Linked DNA regions of Pan troglodytes: region 1 is linked to region 2. Evidence: chromatin contacts called from public HiChIP or PLAC-seq data. All regions are on one chromosome and are shown on one strand. Each heading gives the region's core, a stretch centred on a gene start, on an enhancer-like site or on the middle of the called end of the contact. The rest is flanking DNA. Distances are from core to core; before and after follow the strand shown. Region 1 holds the start of UBL3 (ubiquitin like 3). Region 2 holds the start of SLC7A1 (solute carrier family 7 member 1).

Region 1 (6,136 bases), core at 3,234-5,733, 250 kb after region 2:
TTTTTTCACAAATAAGTTACTACACTAAGATGTTATTAAATCTAGTTCAAACTCAATCACTCTTAGCAAAGAAAAACCAACATTTCAAGTAAATACACTTGTAATATTTATAGGACATATATATTGCAGAATGTAGTAAAAGTACCAACGACAAATTATGTTTTAAAGGGTACAGCAAATCCATTCACTACGGGTGCCACTCCCTCATCCAAAAAATTGACATTTGGATCATTAAAAATGAGACTCCTTATGCTAAACACAAAAATTTACTGGATGTTCAAAAATAAATTTTAAATGGGAGTTCTACCTACAAAACAAAAACCAAAGCTAAAAAATCTATTTTAAAGTGAGTCATAATCACGGCCATAAAAAGACTTTACCAAAAACATCAATTGATTTAGCAATTATTGTAGCTCGAGAATAAATTATCTCTATTGGAAACATGATAGGGGTTAACTTCACCACTCCATCCCATCTCCCCAACAGGATTTTCCTATACAACTGACAAGCACCATTAACATATAAAAGATTGACTTCAATAGAAATGACACCACCACCAAAAAGTAAAAAAGTGTAACATTTGTTTCAGCACAGTTGACAGCACATACTGTCAACTAGGAGAAAGCTTAACATTTTACTGCATCTAGCAAAAATGTATTTAACAGTACATATCCTGATCAATTTAGAGTTATGCTGCAAGGGATATATGTCATTAGCTTTGCTGTGGGAGTGGTGAGAGGAGCTCTTCAAGGTTTGGAGCGGTAAATTGTTGTCATGAATGTAAACTAAAATCAATTGTCAATTCATGGTATTAAGAGTTTAATAATCATGAAGCATTTAATCGACAACTTCTAACCAGTATTTGTCATGTTATATTTCAAAAAGTTGAGAATTCTAGGCACAAAGCAAATGATAGACTTTGCTTTGCACAAAGCAAAAATGCAAAGTTAAGTAATAAACGAACGTTTAAAAGACTTTCACAAAGAGAAAATCTTAACCTCTAACCAGTTGAACAGTAGAAAACAAGACATAAAAAAATACTCAGAACAATCAAACCTGTGCTGTACGTTAGTACCCACTCTGAAATAGCATCATCAGGGCATTATATGTTTATTACATAATATTGCTTTGCCCTTGCATATCACCTTTAATCAAAGGATCTCAAAGCACCACAGAATCATCAAGGCCTTAACATCCAGTCTCAAACAGATAAACTGTTATATTTTATAATTGCAGATATTAATAAAACCCTGCTCCTACTTCCCAGTCCTCTGATCCTAACATCAGCCTCCAAACCCTCTCTCTGACTTGGAAACAGTATTTCCCAAATCATCTCAATCTGTGACTGATGCCACGCACATTCCAGCTTTTCTTCACTGGACCTAAAGGAAGTAGTGGCACTGTTTTAATAACACATCTATTTCATTCCAACGTCTGTGAGAGAATAGACGGTACTTAAGGTTAACCTATTTTGCACTGTGCTTGATGATATAAAATGGAGGCTTTCGAGAGAGCAAATCTTTGCTCGAGGCGATGAACCCACAGATCACTCATCAAACAAGGGAAATAGCATTTCCCAGCTCTGTCTAGAGACCGCTCCCTGCAACTTCAAGAGCGGTATGGAGGAAAGCTTGTCCAGCCGTACTTAACCAGGCAGGAGGCTATTTCATGTGTGCACACCAGAAGAGAAGCGAAAACTAAAAGGACAACGCACGAGTTTTAGGACTCAGGAAGGAGACTGTAAAGCTGTTATGTGGCCACCCCCAGAGACAGAACACTGTGTTTCCTTTGCATTAAATGGGAAATTAAACAAGAGCAAAATTCCTTTAAACCAAGGTCAAAATAAGCCATTTAGAATCATTTAATTTTTGTTATAAAATCTGTATATGAGGTTTGCTCCTCTAGAAACATCTGGCGTTTTAAAATTTAATCATCAGCAGGCTGGGCGCAGTGGCTCACGCCTGTAATCTCAGCACTTTGGGAGGCCAAGATGGGTGGATCATCTGAGGTCAGGAGTTTGAGACCAGCCTGGCCAACATAGTGAAACCCTGTCTCCACAAAAAAAAAAAATTAGCCGGGTGTGGTGGTGGGCGCCTGTAATCCCAGTTACTTGGGAGGCTGAGGCAGGAGAATCGCTTGAACCCAGGAGGCAGAGGTTGCAGTGAGCCGAGATCGCGCCATTGCACTCCAGCCTGGGCAACAAGAGCAAAACTCCGTCTCAAAAAATAAAAATTAAATTAAAATTAAATTAAAATTAAAAAACAAAATAAAATTTAATCATCAGCAAAGTTCAATTTGTTTCCACTGAATACACAAACACTCAAATGTTAACATATGTGAGCACAACTACGTTAACTTCAATTCCTTCACAAACAGGATTATTCCTCTTCCTGGTAATTAAATGCATTATGTTTGTCCTTAGGACTGCAAAATGTAACTTCACACTCACACAAGCCAAGCCCCAGCACTGTAAGGTTACACGGTTACTGTTAGTCAACCGACTCACAACCTTACCCTTTATAAACAAAACAAAGAAAGGCGTCAATAAACAACAGTACTTTTTGTTTCAAGTTCTCAACACTCAGTGATCGAGGCTCAATACTATGTTTCCTTAGCTTTATGTCTAATATGGAATCTACTATTAATAAATATCTGGCATTAAAAAGCCCTGGAATATTCATTGTAAGTACCAATACAGGGTCAGCCTACGTTTCTGAAAATCCCAAAATATCTTTATATTTCTGTTGTCATCCGTATTCAGACATTTCAAAAACCTCACAGCAAATTCTAACATACTTTTTCTTGAAGAGATGTGCATCCCTGTTCTTGAAAAATATCAAGTTCGTCCCTACTGCAATGACGATCTCATCTGTGTCATAAAGCAAGATTCCCGTTTCCCTACCTATTCTCTCGTAGGGACACCCGTCCTCAGCTCTGCCCACTGTCCCTGACGTTTTCAGAAACGTTAAAATACTAGTGTTCGGAGGCTTCTAGCGAAGAGGGAGATGTTTTGTCCCCTCAAGCTACCATGATACATTTCCCTACTTCTCCACTATCTTCAATGCCTTAGAAAACACGACCAAATGAGAGAACCCATATTAAAAGCAGTACTTCCTAAAAGGGGGAAACCAGAAGCTCCAACTTCTCCAAATCGCTCAGCACAGTGGCTTTTCGACAGTCCCCAGCAAATCTTCGCCCCACGCCTGCCGTCTTTCCGATTAAATAAGATTGGAAACCACAATTAAATCAGTGTCATAACTTATCCGTCACTTACCATATCCGCCGGGACATTACTGGACATCTTGCCGTTTGATATACACCCAGATGTTTACGAAAAAAAAACAAAGAAAAAAGAGCAGAAGTCTTCACGTTACAGAAATAAACCACGATTTTGACTGGTTCGTGATGTGCTTTCTCCCCCAAAAATAAAGTTATTTTGGAGCCAAAGTGCCGGTCAGGCCGAGGTTCTGGTTCGAAGAGGAACAATCCCCAGGAGCTGTGTGGCCGGAGCAGGAAGAAACTCCCGGGACAGCAGAGGCAGCCCCCGTCGTCGTCGTCGTCGTCAGCAGCAGCAGCAGCAGCCCCAGGACCGGCCGCGCCAGGTGGACCGAGCCGAGTGACACACGGACATGGAGAGGGGTGGGAGGGGGTTAAATGCGCCTTCCTCCTTTCCCAGCCCCGGCAATGATTCACACTTGCTCCCGAGTCAAGTCCTCATTAAGCAGGAGGAAAATGCCCCAGCGTGGATGTACACAGATAACTATGTAGCTACACATCGACGCGTGAGCCTTGAGTGGCGGCCGAGCGGTGGCCGGACGCTGGCCGCGGACCCTGCAGAGCCGCTCTCGGAGCGCCCGCGCGGACAGCGCGGGGAAACGGCTCAACTCGCGCCGCGGGGGCGAAGAGCCGGGCCGCGGAAACCCGCGCTCAAGGGCATTTAACTAGTTGGAAGCCAAAGCGAAAGACCGGAGCGGGGGACCGACAGCGCGGGGGTGCTCGGGGCCGGCCGGGACACTCCACAGCCCCTCTGGGCTCAGGCCGCGGGCGCCTCCGGACAGCAGCTGGGGTCGGGGTGCATCGTCTCCGGCTCCTCACCGCTCCTCTTCTGCCTCCGCCTTCCCCGCCGCCGCCTCCCCGGTCTCCGCCTTCCCTTCCCCTCCCCTCCCCGGCCTCGCGAGCTCCGGGCGACGCCGACTTCGGCTGGTCCCCGGAAGAGGCCGGGTCCTCCTTCTCCTCAGCCCGGGAATGGTTTCCTCTCAGAGCTTTGTTTCTCCTCCTCCTCCTTCACTTTTCAGTCCCACACGCCGCGGCCGCCTCCTGTCATCGCCTCTCAAACCAACATGGCGGCAGCGGCGGCGGCTGCCTGAGTGCGACTAAGGGAAACGGGGAGAGCCCGGACCCCCCCTCGCAGCAGCCGCCGCCCCCGTCCTCGTCCTCCCTCCGCGGACACCAAGTGCGTCACCACGGAGACCATTCCCTCGAGCATCACGGGAAGTGTAGTCTTCGAGGGTTGGTGGGGGGAGGGAGCCGCCGAACGCCTCCTCACCCAGCTCCGAAGCCACGCCCCCCATAGCAACAGTTGCGAGGAAAGGAAAGCTCCCTTTCCCTTGATTTGGACAAGCTGCTGCCCAGGAGTTAAGTGATACCTGCTACCAGGAGTGCTGTGATCATGAGAATTGTTGGGAGAAAATAATTCTGCATAGAGAAATTCCCTTATGCACGATATGCACACAGAGCTAAAATATGCTGTACCTCCAAGCAGAATCATTCATTTTAATTACAGCACATTCTCCACATCCTGCAATCTCAATGCATTTTGTAGAGTGATTTCATCTAGGTCTCCTCAACATTACATTTTGAAGAACAAAAGCAATCATTGATTTCCAATAAGGTCACATAAGTTCAACAGGAACAAGGATCTCATTAAGCAGTGAGAATATTTGAACATGTGTTTCCTTGAAGACCCAGGGCAATAAAGCTACAATCTACTTAACTGAAATTACCAAAACTGTATTACATACAACAGTGTTATTATATCAAATCTGTATCAGGAAATAGCTACTACAAACTTCATGGGGATTCACCAGTTTACCCATCTGGACCCTAAATTCTATTCTATGTAACTCATAATGTAATTGAAAACCTATATGCCTTGCAGTGATTAGCAAATAGGAGAAAATAATGCCATTGTTGAGACACCATTCAGATGGACATTTGTGATTCTGCATTTTGTTCCTAAATCTGAGGTCAACATCTGAATCCCTATTCATATCTCTCTTAGTCCTTTGACAGAGTACTTTAGAATGGGCAGTCTCAATATGATGCCTATATATAAATGCCAACGAATTTAGAGTCTGAAAGCCACCTCTCCAACCTACAGCTGTGTGACCTCATCTGTAAAATGGTCTTGCCTACCTTCCGGGGTAAAGTAGGGGTAGTTATGAGGATGAGTTCATGCATGGGAAATAAATCACTTTGTAAATAATAATGCATCATTTGATATGAAATGTCACTACTCATTCTCTCATTCAGCAAACAAATGTGCCAGGCACTCTGCTAGGCACTAGGAGTTTAAAAATGAGTCACTGTAGCGAACAGCAGCATCATGTGGCAGAAATGCCAAGGTCTTGGGTTGGCAATGGGGGTTATTACATCCTTGTCTATAGGGCTGTTGAAAAGGGGCAGAATCCAGTCACTGTCCTCAGGGAGCTCATTGTCTAGAAGCCTACGTGATTCCCCACAGCAATCTCTCCAGTTGGGTTTCTCATCAGATGGAAACCCACAGGACATTTAGAGTACCTGCCTCTTGAGTAGCCTGGGTGGAGAAATTCCAAACACTCCTGAGGGCCTATATCACCCTGAGGAAGATAGATCAAATTCTCCAAAAAACCAAAGGCCAGAAGAGAAGAGAGGCCCAAATCTCACTGTGATTAGGCTTCAGGACTTTGTCTAGATATTTCCAAGTCCATAGTTACATGATTTTCCATGGCCTTTGTTATTTGGTTGCTCATTTGCCATGTTTAGCAACCACAGAGTCCCCCTACCCCTACACCAGCCCCCCAGGAAATAAGGGCAGGTGAAAATACTTCAATTGACCAATGAGCTCAGAAGGAATATTGGAGCACATTTTGAAAGC
Region 2 (5,775 bases), core at 2,487-4,986:
CTCTGAGGCTGAGAGGGACAGGCTCTCCCAATATACAGATGGAGCCAGTATGTAAGGTTCACGAAGTCTAAATTACTTCAGAGAGAAGCAAAGCCAGAGAAGCCAGGAGCGGTGCTGTTCCCAGTATTGGTCCCAACTCCCCTCAAAGCAGCATCCTTCGTTTCAGGGCAGATAATCATCCCATTCTGCATTGAAGCTGTGAAGGCCTCTTCCCTCAGTCACACGGCTCTGATTCCAGTTATCCAGTGTGTTCACTAAATGCAATACCTGCCATTCCCCACTGTTCCTGACAATAACTAGAGGAAAAAAGCCCAATGAAAGCCACTGGGTGTGGCAGGAGGGGCAAACCACAGACCAGCCAGAATCTGGTCCAAAGCCCAGAAACATCTTTTCTGAAGCCCATGTTCCTGGGATGACCAAATCTCCACAAGTGGGCCAGGTAAATGGCATCCCCTGGGTCTGCCAACGCTGCACATCTGAACGAATGCCTTGGGAGAAAAAGGAACACGGCTAGCAAGCCACCAAATCATTTTCCCAGTTTGATGCCCATCCTTCTGGTAATTCCATTTGGCAAATGTACTAAGCCTGGATTGACAGATCATGACCCACACTGAACCACAGGGGTGGTTATTTTCAAGGCTGCTTTGTAGATGGGTATGGGAGTGGGGGAGGAGGCAGATTATGGCAAAACAGAAAGGGAGGCCACTAAAGTTTATCACAAGGCAGATAATCTGCCACAAATGAAGCTACTACTCTGTTCCCTCACTGGAAGAGAGGTCTAAACCCTGGGGTGGATAGCAGGTTGGCCAGGGATCTGATGCCTCCCCACCCGAGGCCTGGGAAACCTGAGGGTAGGCAGATGTCCTGAAGATCCAGGAATACCCCAGGACCTTTGAACCCCATGTATGGAGGGTCTCCATCCCACAGGACAAGTCCACCACCAGGCGGCCCACTAGAAGGCGGCAGGGGAGCAAAGGGAGGCCATGGGCAGCAAGGAGACAGAGGCTGAAGAGACCCCCCAGATTTGGCGAGAGGAGCCAGTAAAGCTAGGTGAAGGGGAAGGAGGCCAGCAGCCTGGACGGGTGGCTGCAACACACAGGCAGGCACCTGAGAGGGGCCCCAAGAAGATACATCTTCCAGCCCTGACCCTGGGGATAAGAGTTCTAAAAAGGTCAGTTGTGACTTTCAAAAAGTCCCTTTTCCATCCAACATGTTCTTTGCTCAGCCTTCCCATCTCATTAATACAGCAACTCCGATGTGCTTGGAGTCATATTTGACCCTTCTCGTCCTTCCATGAATCCACCGGCCAATCCTATTGGATCTGCCTTTAAAATCTATCCAGGTCTGCAGGGGCCAACTATACAGAAAAACACCACATCCTATCGGAAGGTCTTGCTTGGAGTGAGGACCAAGAGGCAGGTGGAGTGATAGGCATCTCTGAAGATGCCTCTGGAAGAGATAACTCCGAGACTCAAGTATCTCCAAGGTTAGAGGGAAACAATATTTTTCTCCATAACAAGGATGCACTTATTCACATTTCAAATTTGTCCCTAGGATTAATAGCAATCCCTCCAAATACATGGTTGATAATGAGAAAGGATTAATTTAATTGGACATAATTCTGAGCCCTCCAACATAATTATCTATTTGTATGGACTTTGGTTAAAATAAACTACAGACCAGAATAATCAATCAACAGGTATTTAATTCCATCAAAGAATGAGTTCTTCTACCAAATAGAAAATTGTAACTCCCTGAAGTCAACAATCTTGTCTTTCAAGCCTTTCTTTTTTTTTTTCACCTAAAGCAAGTAATCATATGTACAGGAGCACGTGGCTCTAGGATCCAGACCCAGACAAGGGAGTACATTTCTGATCTACTTACTAAGCCCTTTCCTCTTTACTCAAAACTCCTTTGACATCCTTTGAATTTTACCTTTATAATAATTAAACATGATCGTAATATGCTAAACCTATTTTTAAAACCATTTTAATCTATTGTTGACCTTTCCCCTAAGTTTCTATTCTGTTCGTGTGACTTAAATAAGACCTTTTGTTTTAATAACAGGAGGGTGTGTTCATATAAAAATCATGGTAATTTCCACTGAGACCAACTAAAAATACCAGAGGAATAAATGTATCATGGTTTCCTATTATCTGAACCAAACATAAAGGGCAAGAAATGTTAGGAAAAATCCCAGATAAATTATAATTCGAATTAAATACAATTAGGGCATTCGGCCAGAGGCCGACATACACAATTCTACTAGTCGAACGTAAGTAAGATAAAAGGCACATTCTTTAGGGAGATACACCTGGGATTGAAATCTCAACCATCTGGTAACTATGTCTGGACTAAAACCCAACACATGAGGGCATGGCGGTGATGACGTGAGTATTGGGAAATGTAGGTTATTTATTTATTTTTTTCCTGAAGGCACATGTCTGACTATCCTAGTCACACAAGTCAAACACAACTGCTGTCTGGTTCCCCCATCCCCTGGAAAGGGTCAGGAGCTGAACCAGCAGGCTGTTGTAGTACTACTACAGTGCAGCTGCCGCTCTGTGTACGCGCAGGTTTTAGAATGACTCTGACCTGCCCATGCCTGGGAAGTTTTCTACTACGCAGAAAGGAACACCCTGAGAATACGGTGTCTTGCTAAAGGCGGAAGAACTTCCTCTCATTCCAAACCATGTGGAGGGCTTGAGGAACCCGGCCTTTCCAGGCCACACTGGGTCACAAGGAAGCCCACCTAGGGGAGACTTCCTCAAAGCAATCTTGGGGACCCAGACGAGAGGTGCAGGCGGCGCGTCCCGGGTTCTAGGGACAAGCGGAGAGCCAGGCGCCCTAGGTCAGGGCGGCCACCGGGCGGGGATGGCAGCAGAGTCCCTGGGCCGGCCACCTGCCGCGGGACCACCCTCCGGGCGGCCGGGCAGGGTCCCCACCCACGGCTGATGACACATCCCCGGACCTCGTGGTGGGGCGGGGTGCTCTGCACCGCGCCATGTAAGGGAAGGTCTCCTCGCCGCCGGCGGGCTCCGTATGCCTCCCAGGCTGGCCCCCGTGCCCGCCGCCCGCCTACGCACCCCGACCACCCCGTGCGTAGCGGCGCGCGGGTCCACGGACAGGCGCGCGGAGCGGGCATCGCCAGATCGCCCACGCTTACTCACTCGGTGTTGCATCATGCACCACGCCGCGGTTTCAGGGAGCCAAAATGGACTCCGTGGAGGCGACAGTCGCATGGGCACCAGCCCCGCTCGCCCACTCCGGGGCCCGCCCGGCCCTGGTCCTGGCCCTTCCCAGATGATGGCAGCGTTCCCGGCGCGGGGGCCCTCGCCACTCCCGCGCCGCCCTGCCGCGGCCCCACGCGGCGCCAGGGCCCCCTCCGTGATGACCCGGGCCCAAGGAGCTGCCCCCTGCGTTGGCGGGGCCGGGCACTCACCAAGCCGGCGGCGGCGGGGCTCCGGCAGGATCGCGAACAGACAGACTGTCGGACGCACTCAAGGACCAACGGACGCTCGGCCGGGGAGACCGGGCGGGGCGGGGCGGGGGCGCGGCGCGCGGGGAGAGGAGTGGAGGCTGCGGTTAGCGGGAGCCCGCGGCCGCGTGCGCGCCTGCCAGGTAGTTGACCCGCTGCTCACACCTGCCTGCGCTGACTGAATGGGCGCCGAGGGCTGGCGGGTTCCGGCGCCAGGTTTCATCAGCAGTGCGCCCGGCCCCCGCCCCTCGCGCTCCGCGCCCCGCGCCCCGCGCCCGCCCCCGGACCAGGCAGCTCCAGCCCGCTCGGCCGCGTCACCGCCGGGCACCAATGGGAGCGCGGCGCGGCGGCGGCTGCCAGCCCAGAGGCTGCGGCCGGGGACCGACGCGCCCTTGGTGGGCGGGGCGGCTGAGTCTTCGCGCGCCCAGCGCCCCAACCTGGGGTTCCCGCGGCGGGCGGGCGGGCTGCGCCTCCGCTCGCCTTCGCAATAGCTCCGTAGGCGTGTGGCCGTTTCTCCGCCAATCTGAGCGCACCGCGCCACAGCATCCTGTGGTCCCCTGCAGATCCCACAGCGCCCTGGCCAGAACTAGTGCTGCAGGTCCGGCCGTGCCAACCCCCTCCCGGCGGGCCCCAGGGAGCTCACACGGAACTCGAGACCAGTTTTCCTTCTCCAAAATAAAAGATTTGGTATGCACTTAAAAGGTTTAAACTGTTTTCTTTTCATTTTAGAGACAGGGTGTTACTCTATTGCCCAGGCTGGAGCGCAGTTCACCTTAACCTCGAAATCCTGGCCTCAAGCGATCCTCCCGCCTGGGCCTCCCAAAGCGCCCTAGGATTACAGGCCTGAAACACTGCACCGGCCTAAAAATTATTATAAATCTTCATGTCTTTGTTATTGGATTATTTTATTACTACTCCTTTGCCCTTGCTAATACCTTATCCTTGCCAGTTGTCAGAAGAGCCCCAAAGCTTGAATCTACCTGTGCCCCCTTGGCAGTGGCAAATGCACAAACGGCTAGTCAGAACGGCTCTCTTTTGCAGTTACCCCCCAGGAAGTGGCAGAAGCTTCAGTCCTGAATCACACCGTGCTCACCTTTTAAGCTCCCTCCTTGTCTCCTTTTGTACCAAAAGCCAAGCGAGAATCATAATCTTTAAAGATCCAGTGATCTGGGACTTGGGATAGGTAAGCAGGGCATAAATTAATAATGCCATCCTTCTTCTATCTTGTAGGAAAACAGAAAAACAGTGGACGGTGTCCGTGGTCTTTGAATCCTTTCTACAGGTCCTTCTCAAATATCAGCTGCTGAACTATTCCCTTGGAATTAGACTAGCAATTTATAAAGTACATAACTGCATGGTGCTAGCTTCAGAAAAAGTGTTCTGTTGTTGTTGCTGTTGTCATTTGTTTGTTTTTTAGAGACAGGGGTCTCACTCTGTCACCCAGGCCGGAATGCAGTGGTACAATCATAGCTCACTTCAAATTCCCACGCTCAAGCCATCCTCCTGCCTCAGCCTCCCAAGCAGATGGAACTACAGGCTTGTGTCATCACGCCTAGTTAATATTTTTTCTACATATAGACACGGGTTTTTGATATGTTGCATAGGCTGGCCTCAAATACCAGCTGTCTAGCGATCATTTTGCCTCAACCTCCCCTAGCATCTGGGACTACAGGGATGAGCCAGAAAAAGTCCCCAGAAAAAGTTTTAATGAACACATGCAGATGGCTTAGCAGTTGTAAAATGTGTTTTTGTCTTTGTTTTAGAGAGTGGGTCTCACTCCGTCACCAAGTTGGAGTGCAGTGGCAACATCATAGCTCACTGCAGCCTTGAACTCCTAGGCTCAAGCGATCGCCTCACTTTAGCCTCCCCAGTAGCTGGAAATATAGGCGAGCACCATCCTGCCCAGCTTTGTAATGTGCTTTGAACAGTGCTTGACATCATAGTAAGCCACCATATATGCTTTGTTTTAAAGCAACAAATCTGGCCTGTCACGGTGGCTCACGCCTGTAATCCCAGCACTTTGGGAGGGCAAGGCAGGCAGATCATGAGGTCAGCAGATTGACACCATCCTGGCCAACATGGTGAAACCCCGTCTCTACTGAAAATACAAAAATGATCTGGGCGTGGTGGCACACGCCTGTAGTCCCAACTACTCGGGAGGCTGAGGCAGGAGAATCGCTTGAACCCAGGAGGCGGCGGTTGCAGTGAGCCAAGATCGCACCACTGCACCCCAGCCTGGTGACAGAGCGAGACTCCGTCTCAAAAAAATAATAATAAAAATAAAAATAAATAAAAAA

What was found. HiChIP or PLAC-seq counts read pairs in DNA pulled down with a chosen protein or histone mark.
Region 1: an H3K4me3 HiChIP or PLAC-seq map of stem cell-derived excitatory neurons shows a contact between it and region 2, with 2.7 times the contacts expected there. The contact joins the promoter of UBL3 here to the promoter of SLC7A1 in region 2. A contact is called at or near these places in 1 of 7 Hi-C or Micro-C datasets (stem cell-derived neural progenitor cells) and 1 of 1 datasets of contacts at active chromatin or transcription factors (stem cell-derived excitatory neurons).

What each region holds. Positions count from the first base shown.
Region 1 is chr14:29,017,470-29,023,605 of NHGRI_mPanTro3-v2.0_pri, forward strand. UBL3 (ubiquitin like 3) reads right to left here and starts at 4,484. Exons shown (of 5, transcript XM_001139173.8): 1 at 3,275-4,484. The coding sequence starts at 3,301.
Region 2 is chr14:28,764,711-28,770,485 of NHGRI_mPanTro3-v2.0_pri, forward strand. It overlaps SLC7A1 (solute carrier family 7 member 1), which reads right to left and starts at 3,737. Exons shown (of 13, transcript XM_009426802.4): 1 at 3,443-3,737.